Linked DNA regions of Sus scrofa: region 2 is linked to region 1. A link is a contact called in public promoter capture Hi-C data. All regions are on one chromosome and are shown on one strand. Each heading gives the region's core, a stretch centred on a gene start, on an enhancer-like site or on the middle of the called end of the contact. The rest is flanking DNA. Distances are from core to core; before and after follow the strand shown.

Evidence for each region. Promoter capture Hi-C pulls out the DNA fragments that hold promoters and counts their contacts.
Region 2: a promoter capture Hi-C map of liver shows a contact between it and region 1, with 4 times the contacts expected there. The contact joins the promoter of RHOT2 here to the promoter of DECR2 in region 1. A contact is called at or near these places in 1 of 5 promoter capture datasets (liver), 1 of 47 Hi-C or Micro-C datasets (embryonic fibroblasts) and 1 of 2 datasets of contacts at active chromatin or transcription factors (alveolar macrophages).

Annotation. Positions count from the first base shown.
Region 1 is chr3:41,302,065-41,306,540 of Sscrofa11.1, reverse strand. It overlaps DECR2 (peroxisomal 2,4-dienoyl-CoA reductase), which reads left to right and starts at 2,497. Exons shown (of 8, transcript XM_005655126.3): 1 at 2,497-2,719. The coding sequence starts at 2,556. NME4 (NME/NM23 nucleoside diphosphate kinase 4) reads left to right here. Exons shown (of 5, transcript NM_001143720.1): 5 at 48-369. The coding sequence ends at 171.
Region 2 is chr3:41,103,290-41,107,702 of Sscrofa11.1, reverse strand. RHOT2 (ras homolog family member T2) reads left to right here and starts at 1,333. Exons shown (of 20, transcript NM_214325.2): 1 at 1,333-1,433; 2 at 1,576-1,634; 3 at 1,735-1,816; 4 at 1,897-1,940; 5 at 2,867-2,920; 6 at 3,377-3,429; 7 at 3,505-3,613; 8 at 3,703-3,804; 9 at 3,879-3,977; 10 at 4,113-4,221; 11 at 4,308-4,413. The coding sequence starts at 1,397. It overlaps WDR90 (WD repeat-containing protein 90), which reads left to right. Exons shown (of 42, transcript XM_021086904.1): 40 at 1-54; 41 at 149-233; 42 at 541-968. The coding sequence ends at 698.

The DNA.
Region 1 (4,476 bases), core at 1,248-3,747:
CACGCTGAAGCCTGTGCTCTACCTCTGCCACTTGTCGCCTGGCACAGGAATGTCATCCACGCCAGCGACTCTGTGGAAGGGGCCCAGAGGGAGATCCAGCTGTGGTTCCAGAGCAGTGAGCTGGTGGACTGGGCGGACGAAGGCCACCACGGCAGCGCCGGTCCAGCCTGAGCCCTCAGGGTGCCCTCCGTGCCCCGGCATCCACTCCGGACCAACTACCTCTTCCAAGAACTTGAGCCCACACCACACTCTGCCCGAATGTCCCAGACCACCTGCTCGTCCACCTTGTGCCCACCCCAGCCCACAGGGGTTGAACCACCGACTTTATGTGCCTTGCAGTATCCTAAGCCAGCACACGACTGCATCAAATCCTTTTCGTTTGTTTGTTTGATTGCTTTTCTGGCCACACCTGTGGCCTGTGGACATTCCTGGCTCAGGGGTTGAATCCAAGCCGGAGCTGCGACATGTGCCACAGCTGCATCAACACCAGATCCTTAACCCACTGTGTGGGGCCAGGGGGCAATCCGGTGCCTCCACAGGGACGAGCCAGCTCATTATCCCAAGGCGCCACAGAGGGCTCTCTTTCTTTTTTGGTCTTTTTATGGCTGCACCCGTGGCACATGGAAGTTCCCAGGCTAGGCATTGAATCGGAGCCTTGGCTGCCGGCCTACACCACAGCTACAGCAACACCAGATCCAAGCCACATCTTCGACCTACACTGCAGCTTGCAGCAATGCCCTAACCTTAACCCACTGAGGGAACCTGCATCCCCATGGATACCAGTCAGGTTCTTAACCCGCTAAGCCACAGCGGGACTTTCAGGACCAAATCCCTTTGGTACCACAGTGCCAGACAAGCTTCGAGGTCTCCTGAAATGTTGGTAGCATGACCTCTTTTCCCCCCAAAGTGGGGACATCAAAATGTGCTGTGCTTTGTGTACGGAATGCTCATTATGGCCTCTCCTGTCGCTGAGGGAGAGATGAGGCGTTAAGACCAAGTGGTGGGCAGTGTGAAAGTAGAAAGGAAGCTTCCCATCTGGCACCCTAGGAGGGCATCAGTGACCCTGTCGAGTGTATGAGATTGGCAGAGCTCCAGGGACCTGTCTGAAATCTGGGGAACCCGAGACGAGTCCTGGAGCTATGGACAGGATGGGGGGGTAGCAGGAAGGGGAAGGCAGGGGGCTGAGGCAGAAAGCCTGGTGACTGCAGTGACACTACACATGTCGCTCACACTTCATCCCCAGCTGTGTCCCCGATCACCTGTCACAGTGACACTGCACATCATTATACCTGCCAGGCCAGAGCCGTAGTTCACTTCTCACAACTTCATTGGCATTTGTTGCTCCTAGCTTGAGAACAGATCCAAGCTACAGCTGCAAGCCACTGCACCAACCCACTGGGTCTGCCTGCGTATTGAACCTGCATCCCAGTGTTGCAGAGACACGGCCAATCCCCTTGCCCCACAGCAAGGAAACTCCAGTATCCTGAAGTTTGTTTGTTTTTGCTTTGTTTGTGGGGGTGATGCACCCTCGACATGTGGAAGTACCCAGGCTAGGAGTCAAATCAGATCTACAGCTGCTGGCTTGTGCCACAGCCACAAGGGATCCGAACCGTGTCTGCGACCTACACCACAGCCTGTGGCAACGCCAGATCGCTGACCCACTGAGCAAGCCCAGGGATGGAACCCACATCCCCATGGATACTAGTCAGATTTGTTTTGTTCCCACTGTGCCCTGATGGGAACTCCCAACTCCAGTGTCCTGACCTTTCTTTTTTCTTTTTAGGGCACAACCCGAGGCATATGGAGGTTCCCAGGCTAGGGATCAAATCAGAGCTACAGCTGTGGGCCTGCGCCACAGCAAGGCAGGATCAGAGTCATATGGGCGACCTACACCACAGGGCAACACCAGATCCTTAACTCACTGCGCGAGGCCGGGCACCGAACCCACAATCTCATGGTTACTAGTCCAATTCGCTTCCATTTGCCACCTCAGGAACTCCCTGACCTTCACTGGCCACAAAGGGTCATGTTGGGAGCTGCCTATGGGGCTAGTCACTGCAGGGAACGGCCTTCCAGATTTCATGGCTCTAGTCCCCTTCCGTCTTTTCCTGTGTCACTTTTATGCGAGGAGGGGCGCGTCCAGGACGAAAGAGCTTTTAAACGTGGGGCGTGCTTAGATCAGGTGTCTTAAAAGCACAGCGAGGCCAAAGTCCAGGAACCAACGGTCTGTTTCTGCGTCCAGCTGGCTCCGCCCCAGGCACCGAGTCCTCCCGGTCTAATAAGAGCCCCCCCACCCGCCGCCTCACCCAGACCCCGCCCTGAGACCTGGCCGGCTGCACTGCGCCTGCTCAGGAGCCGGGACCGACTTTCAATCCCAGCAGGCTGTGCGGTCGCGGCGTGGGGGAGCGTGCCAGGCGGTATGGGGGCGGGGCTCCTGAGGAGTGGGCGGGGCCTTTAAAGGAGGCGCGCGGGGTGGGCGGGCAACGGGGCGGGGCTTCCTTGGAATCGGGCTGGGCGAGACTGATTGGACGGGCCGCTGAGGTGTGCGCCCGCAGATGTCTGCGCGTCTCCGGGGGCAGAGCGTGCCATCCAGATCCTCCCAGTCCGCGCTCTTCGCTGTCCAGGCCACAGCGATCGCCATGACCCACCTACCGCCCGACGTTGCAGAGGACGACTGTCTGCCGGAGTATCGCCACCTGTTTTGCCCGGACTTGCTTCAGTGAGGGCCGCATCAGGGGCGCCCCAGGGAGCGGGGCAGGGGTCCGCGGGCGCCTGGGGTGCGGGCGGCAGGGTACTGCGGTTTTCCTGGGACGTGTGAGGATCCCATGTCTTGCAACCAGACTATCCACATGTCTGGGTGCCCGGTAGTTAGATGCAGGTGCTAGTGTTCTGGTCTTTGGAATCTGCAGCACATTCTGTTTGTCTTGGCCGGTGGTGGGTATTTACTGGTAATCCTGAGAGTGTGCAGCGCGACCAAACCAAACGTGGGGAGAAGGAAGAATTTGTTACTTGGGGAAGTTTTGGAGTTCCTGTTCTGGCCCAGCCGTAAGCGTCCAACTATTATCCATGAGGACCCAGATTTGATCCCTGGCCTTGCCCAATGGGTTAAAGATCTGGCGTCGCAGTGAGCTGTGGTGTAGGTCACAGAGGCCGTTCGGATTCCAGGTGGCTGTGGCAGGGACAGGCAGCTACAGCTCGGATCTGACCCTAGCCTGGAAACTTCCTTGTACGTCAGGTGCGGCCCTAAAAGGACAAAAAAAAAAAAAAGAAAAAAGAAAGAAGGAGTTGGGTCAATTTTAATCTAAGTGTACATGTTACTTCATGAAGGCGCTTGGCTGGTTGACAGAGTCCAAACTTTAGGTGACTGAAGTCAGGAGAATCAGAAAAGGTTACTTTTTTTTTTTTTCTGTTATTTCTTGGGCCGCTCCCGCGGCATATGGAGATTCCCAGGCTAGGGGTCCAATCGGAGCCGCAGCCACCGGCCTACACCAGAGCCACAGCAACGAGGGATCCGAGCCGCGTCTGCAACCTACACCACAGCTCACGGCAACGCCGGATCGTTAACCCACTGAGCAAGGGCAGGGACCGAACCCGCAACCTCATGGTTCCTAGTCAGATTTGTTAACCACTGTGCCACGACGGGAACTCCAGAAAAGGTTACTTTATCAGCTTTTTGGTTCCAATTGACTGAGTGGTTGAGTGCTTCAGGCTAATCTTGATCTTTGGTGTTGCTACTTAATCTGACAACAGTTTCTGTATTCTTTTTTTCTTTAGCCGTACCCATGGAATATGGAAGTTCCCAGGCTAGGGGTTAAATCAGACCTTCAGCTGCCTGCCTATGGCACAGCCACAGCAACACTGGATCGGGAGCCTCGTCTGCCAACTACACTGAAGCTCACGGCAGTGTGGGATCCTTAACCCACTGAGTGAGGCCAGGAATCCAACCCACATTCTCTTGGCTCCTAGTTGGCTTGGTTAACAGCTGAGCCACGAAAGGAACTCCTAACGCCAATCTTTAACCCACTGAACAAAGCCAGGGAGTGAACCTGGGTCCTCATGGATACTGGTTGGATTTGTTTCCACTGTGCCAAGACGGGAACTCCCAGTTTCTGGAATTTCTTTTTTTTTTTTTTTTTTTTTTGCTTTTTAGGGCTGCACCTGCGGCATATGGAGGGGTCCAGGCTAGGGGTCTAATCAGAGTATAGCTGCTGGCCTACACCACAGCCACAACAACAAGGGATCCCAACCGAATCTGTGACCTACACCACTCCCACAGCAATGTCAGATCCTTGACCCACTGAACGAGGCCAGGGATCGAACCCACAACCTCGTTCCTAGTAAGATTCGTTTCCGCTGTGCCACCACGGGAACTCTTGGATTCTTTTTTTTTTTGTCTTTTTGCCTTTTCTAGGGCCACTCCCGTGGCATATGGAGGTTTCCAGATGAGGGGTTGAATCAGAGCTGTAGCCACCGGCC
Region 2 (4,413 bases), core at 84-2,583, 200 kb after region 1:
GTGGGCCTCGGCCTGCACCACGAGGTGCTCTTCTACAGCCTCCGGCAGAAGCAGGCATGTGCACCTGCCCGCAGGACCTGGTGCTGGGGAGGGGCGGGTCTCAGGGCCATGGGAACCCCTGCCACGGCCTCACGCTCGCTGCCTGCAGGTGGTGGAGAGGATCCCGTTGCCTTTCCTCGCCGTGTCCATGAGCCTGTCCCCCAGGGCCTGCCTTGTGGCTGTCGGCTTTGCTGGTGAGTGCTGAGCTCTGGCGTGGACTCTGGCCTGACCTGAGTGGGGCCACGTAGGTACACCTGGGCCCCAAGCTCCTTGTCCCTGAAGTGGCTGGGGCGAGGACCTCCCCTCCAGGGGTGTTAGAGATCGGATCTGGAGATGGGGGGGCAGGCAGGTTCCCCCATGAGGCCCCCGTTTCAGCTGGAGACAGAGCCAGGGTGGGTTGGAGGATCCTCAGATCCTGGAGCTACACAGAGTCGGGCACGGGCCCCCAGCGCCCCAGCTGCCCTGGGCTCTTCTCCCCCCCACCCTGCTGTCCGCCCACAGAACAGATGCTGAGGCTGGTGGACTGTGCCTCGGGGGCCGTGCAGGACTTTGCTGGCCACGCCGACTCAGTGCAGCTCTGCAGGTTTTCCCCATCTGCCCGGCTGCTCTTCACGGCGGCCCACACACAGATCCTGATGTGGGAAGTCGTGGGCCCCTGAGCTGCTGCAAGGATGGCCAAGTTGGGCTTGCCTTGCTGGTCAGCCGGGTGCCTGGCCTGGGCAGAGGCTTGGCTAAGAAGTTGGCTTGGCCCAGGGCCTTGTGCTGGGCCCACGTGGCTCTGTGGGCTCCGCCCCAGGCTGGCCCCGGAGCGTGTTGTGTCAGTCAAGACCTTGAACACACATCTGTGAAGCGCTCGTGGCCTCGTTTCCTTCTGGATTTTGTTTCCACCTTGTACAGTTCAAATAAATGTGGGCGTTGCATTAAAGCAAGGTCTGCTGGCTTCTCCAGACTCCTGTTTCCGGGCTCGGCTGTCCCTTCCGACCTGAGATCAGCTGTTGACCTACCCTTAGGCCTCCTGCTCCCTGCCCCGACCCTGCAGGGGAGGCCTGGAGGCCTGCCCACCTGCGAGCTCCGGGGGGGGGGGGGGGGGGGAGGGGGGCGGCGGCACCTGGGGCAGAAGCCCTGCCCCTCCGGCCGGCGGTGCGCCTGCAGTGCCCAGCACGCCCACGCGGTGGCGCCGCGGCGCAGCCAGGCGCTCTGGTCCATGCCCCCGCCCCGCTAGCTAGTGCGGCTGCGCGCGCTGGGGCCGGAAGTGCGGGCGCCTGTAGAGCGCGGGCCTGGGCAGGGGTTGCAGTCGAGGTTGCGTTCGGGGACGGGGGTCTGCGTCCGGGTTCGGCTGCCGCTCTCTGCGGTCACCATGAAGCGAGACGTGCGCATCCTGCTGCTGGGCGAGGGTGTGCGCCCGGGCCCGGGCCGGGCGGGGGCCGGAGCCGGGTCGGGGTCTTGGGGCAGCGGCTGGTCGTGGCTGGGGCGGGGCGCCGCCACTTTGGCCGTTGCGCTGACCGCGCCGCCTGCCTCTTCCGCCCCCGCGCGCAGCCCAGGTAGGAAAAACGTCATTGATCCTGTCGCTGGTGGGCGAGGAGTTCCCCGAAGAGGTAAGGCCGAGCACGCCCCGCGCCCAGGGGGAGCCCAGGCCTGGGCGCCGCCGCCGCCCTCAGCCCTTCCCGGCTGCCCTCACGGCCGCCTCTGCCCCAGGTCCCCCCTCGGGCAGAAGAGATCACCATTCCCGCGGACGTCACCCCAGAGAAGGTTCCCACCCACATCGTGGATTACTCAGGTACAGAGGCCTCGGCCCGCGGTTCTGTCCAGGAGCTGGCGCTTCTGGCAGGTCCGCAGTGGGGTTTTTTTCCCATGCAGAAGCTGAGCAGACAGCCGAGGAGCTCCAGGACGAGATTCAGAAGGTACAGGGTGTTCTGAAGCTTCGGGAAGGAGGTGCTGGGCCTTGGGGTCAGGGCTCAGGCCCGGGGGTGGTGCTTTTGGCCTGATCGGCTTCACCTTCTGAGGGATGAGATTAAGGTGCCCAGCGAGTCTGCAGCCTCGTTAATTCTGCCGTGACCTGTCAGCTCTAAGGGTTATTGGGGTGCCGGTGATGCACCCTGTTGGGAGCTGGGGAAGAGAGGGACCTTTCCTCCCTCCTGCCCACATGGCTGGCCAGGTCTCCCTGGCTTTCCCTCTCCCGGTGGACCTTGGGAGCAGCCTCCAGGTCCGTGACAGTGATCCCTTAAACGGCTGTGCCCAGCTGTCCTTCCCCACCCCTTACTCAGTCCGGTGTCTTGGGCCTCTGGGCTGCAGTGGGTATTGTGGCCAAGGCTGTGGGCCGCACAACCCTCTGCTTCCCTGTCACCAGGAGAACCTGTGCCTGGACCAAGCTGGGGGTGTAGGCGCTGCCCCGGCAGTCCTGCCTGATCCCCCAGCAGCTGCTGCTATGTCCTGAGGGTACCACTGGGCAAGGATGCAGGCCGCAGCTACCTGCAGCAGCTGTCGAGGTGCCCTTTCCCCTGTGTTGTGGTCCTGGTCATTGGCACTGCCTGTGGTGACCAGGGAGCCAAGGGCTGAGGCTGGGGTGGCGGCGCCAAGTTTCACAGTGGCCGTATTTGTCCTGAGCCCTCAGGGGACTGGACCAGAGCTGCCATCCTGGAGCCTGGCATCTGTGGCGGGAGCAGGCAGGGAAGGGTTTGCCTGAGGTGTGAGTGGCCGCTGGTGTGACTCGGCCGGGGAGCGCCAGCTGGAGGGGCGGGCTGCCGTGGTCCCTGAGCCTGATCCTGTGCAGTCTGTGAGTGGAGCAGGAAGCTTCAGATCACACCACACACCGCTCCTCTGCCCACAGGCCAGCGTGGTGTGTGTGGTATATGACGTGTCGGAGGAGACCACCGTCGAGAAGGTGAGCAAGGGAGCTCTCTGCCCAGCCCGTCCCCCTGTCACCGGCACCCAGCCGGGTCAGCCCCCGGTTCTCTGCACACACCCCACGTGGGGGCGACTTGCACCCCATCTCTTAACAAGTGTTTTGGGGATCCTCATGGTCCAGACCCCCGCAGCGTCCCCAGAGGTCTCATGATCCTGCATCTTGCAGAGAGCGTGGACGGCCGCAAGCGAACCTTTGAGGCCAGCAGGGGGGTGCTGCTGACCCCACATCCGTTGCTCATGTTTGGGAGCTGCTGGGACCAGATGAGGTCCTGCCTGCTGGTTTCTCTCACCGGCCTCATTGCCAGTGGTCGTGACTTTGGCCCTCAGTGCGCCTGGGCTGCCCACGTCTCTCTTTGAGCCAAGCATGAGTTCCCCTTGCGGGGCTGTGGGCCGGGCGGGCCCCCTCTTCTCATGGCCAGGTCTTGCCTTTCAGATCCGAACCAAATGGATCCCACTGGTGAATGGGGACACCAGGAGGGGTCCCAGGTAACAAGCAAGTTTTGGGCAAGGGGCTGGGCCTGCCGGCGCCTGACCCCTGTTGACCTCGGGCCTCTCTCCCAGGGTCCCCATCATCCTGGTGGGCAACAAGTCGGACCTGCGGCCGGGGGGCTCCATGGAGGCTGTGCTGCCCATCATGAGCCAGTTCCCTGAGATCGAGACCTGCGTGGAGGTGAGCACACGGGGTGAGGGGTGCCAGGGCCTCAGAGGCCAGGGTGCGGGGCCCTGCCTCACCTCTGAGTCTGTTCCCACGTGTCCTAGTGCTCGGCCAAGAACCTGAAAAACATCTCGGAGCTGTTCTACTACGCACAGAAGGCTGTGCTGCACCCCACCGCCCCCCTCTATGACCCTGAGGCCAAGCAGGTGGGCAGTGGGCACCGGCAGGGAGGGCGAGCGGGTAGGAGGGGCAGGCGTGTGCTGAGCCGCTGTCCCCACAGCTGAGGCCCGCTTGCGCCCAGGCCCTCACCCGCATCTTCAGGCTCTCAGACCAGGACATGGACCAGGCGCTCAGTGACCAGGAGCTCAACGCTTTCCAGGTGTGGTCCCTCTGTCTCCTGGGGCGCCCACCCGTCTCGGCTGCGGCCGCAGCCCCCACCTCGGCCGCCTTCCGGATGGACCGAGTGGCCCCCCTGGCAGCTGGCTGACGGGAGGCCACTTTCTCTCGGAGGCAGACGTGCTGCTTCGGGCACCCTCTGGCCCCGCAGGCCCTGGAGGACGTGAAGCTGGTGGTGAGCAGGAACGTGGCGGGAGGCGTGCAGGACGACCGGCTGACCCTGGACGGTGAGGCCGGCGCCCTGGCCAAGCCCCGGCCCTGGGGAGAGGCTGGGCTGTGCCGGGTGCAACCTCTCCTCTGCCCTCCCGAGCAGGCTTCCTTTTCTTGAACACGCTCTTCATCCAGCGGGGCCGCCACGAGACCACGTGGACCATCTTGAGGCGCTTTGGCTACAGCGACTCGCTCGAGCTGACGCCCGA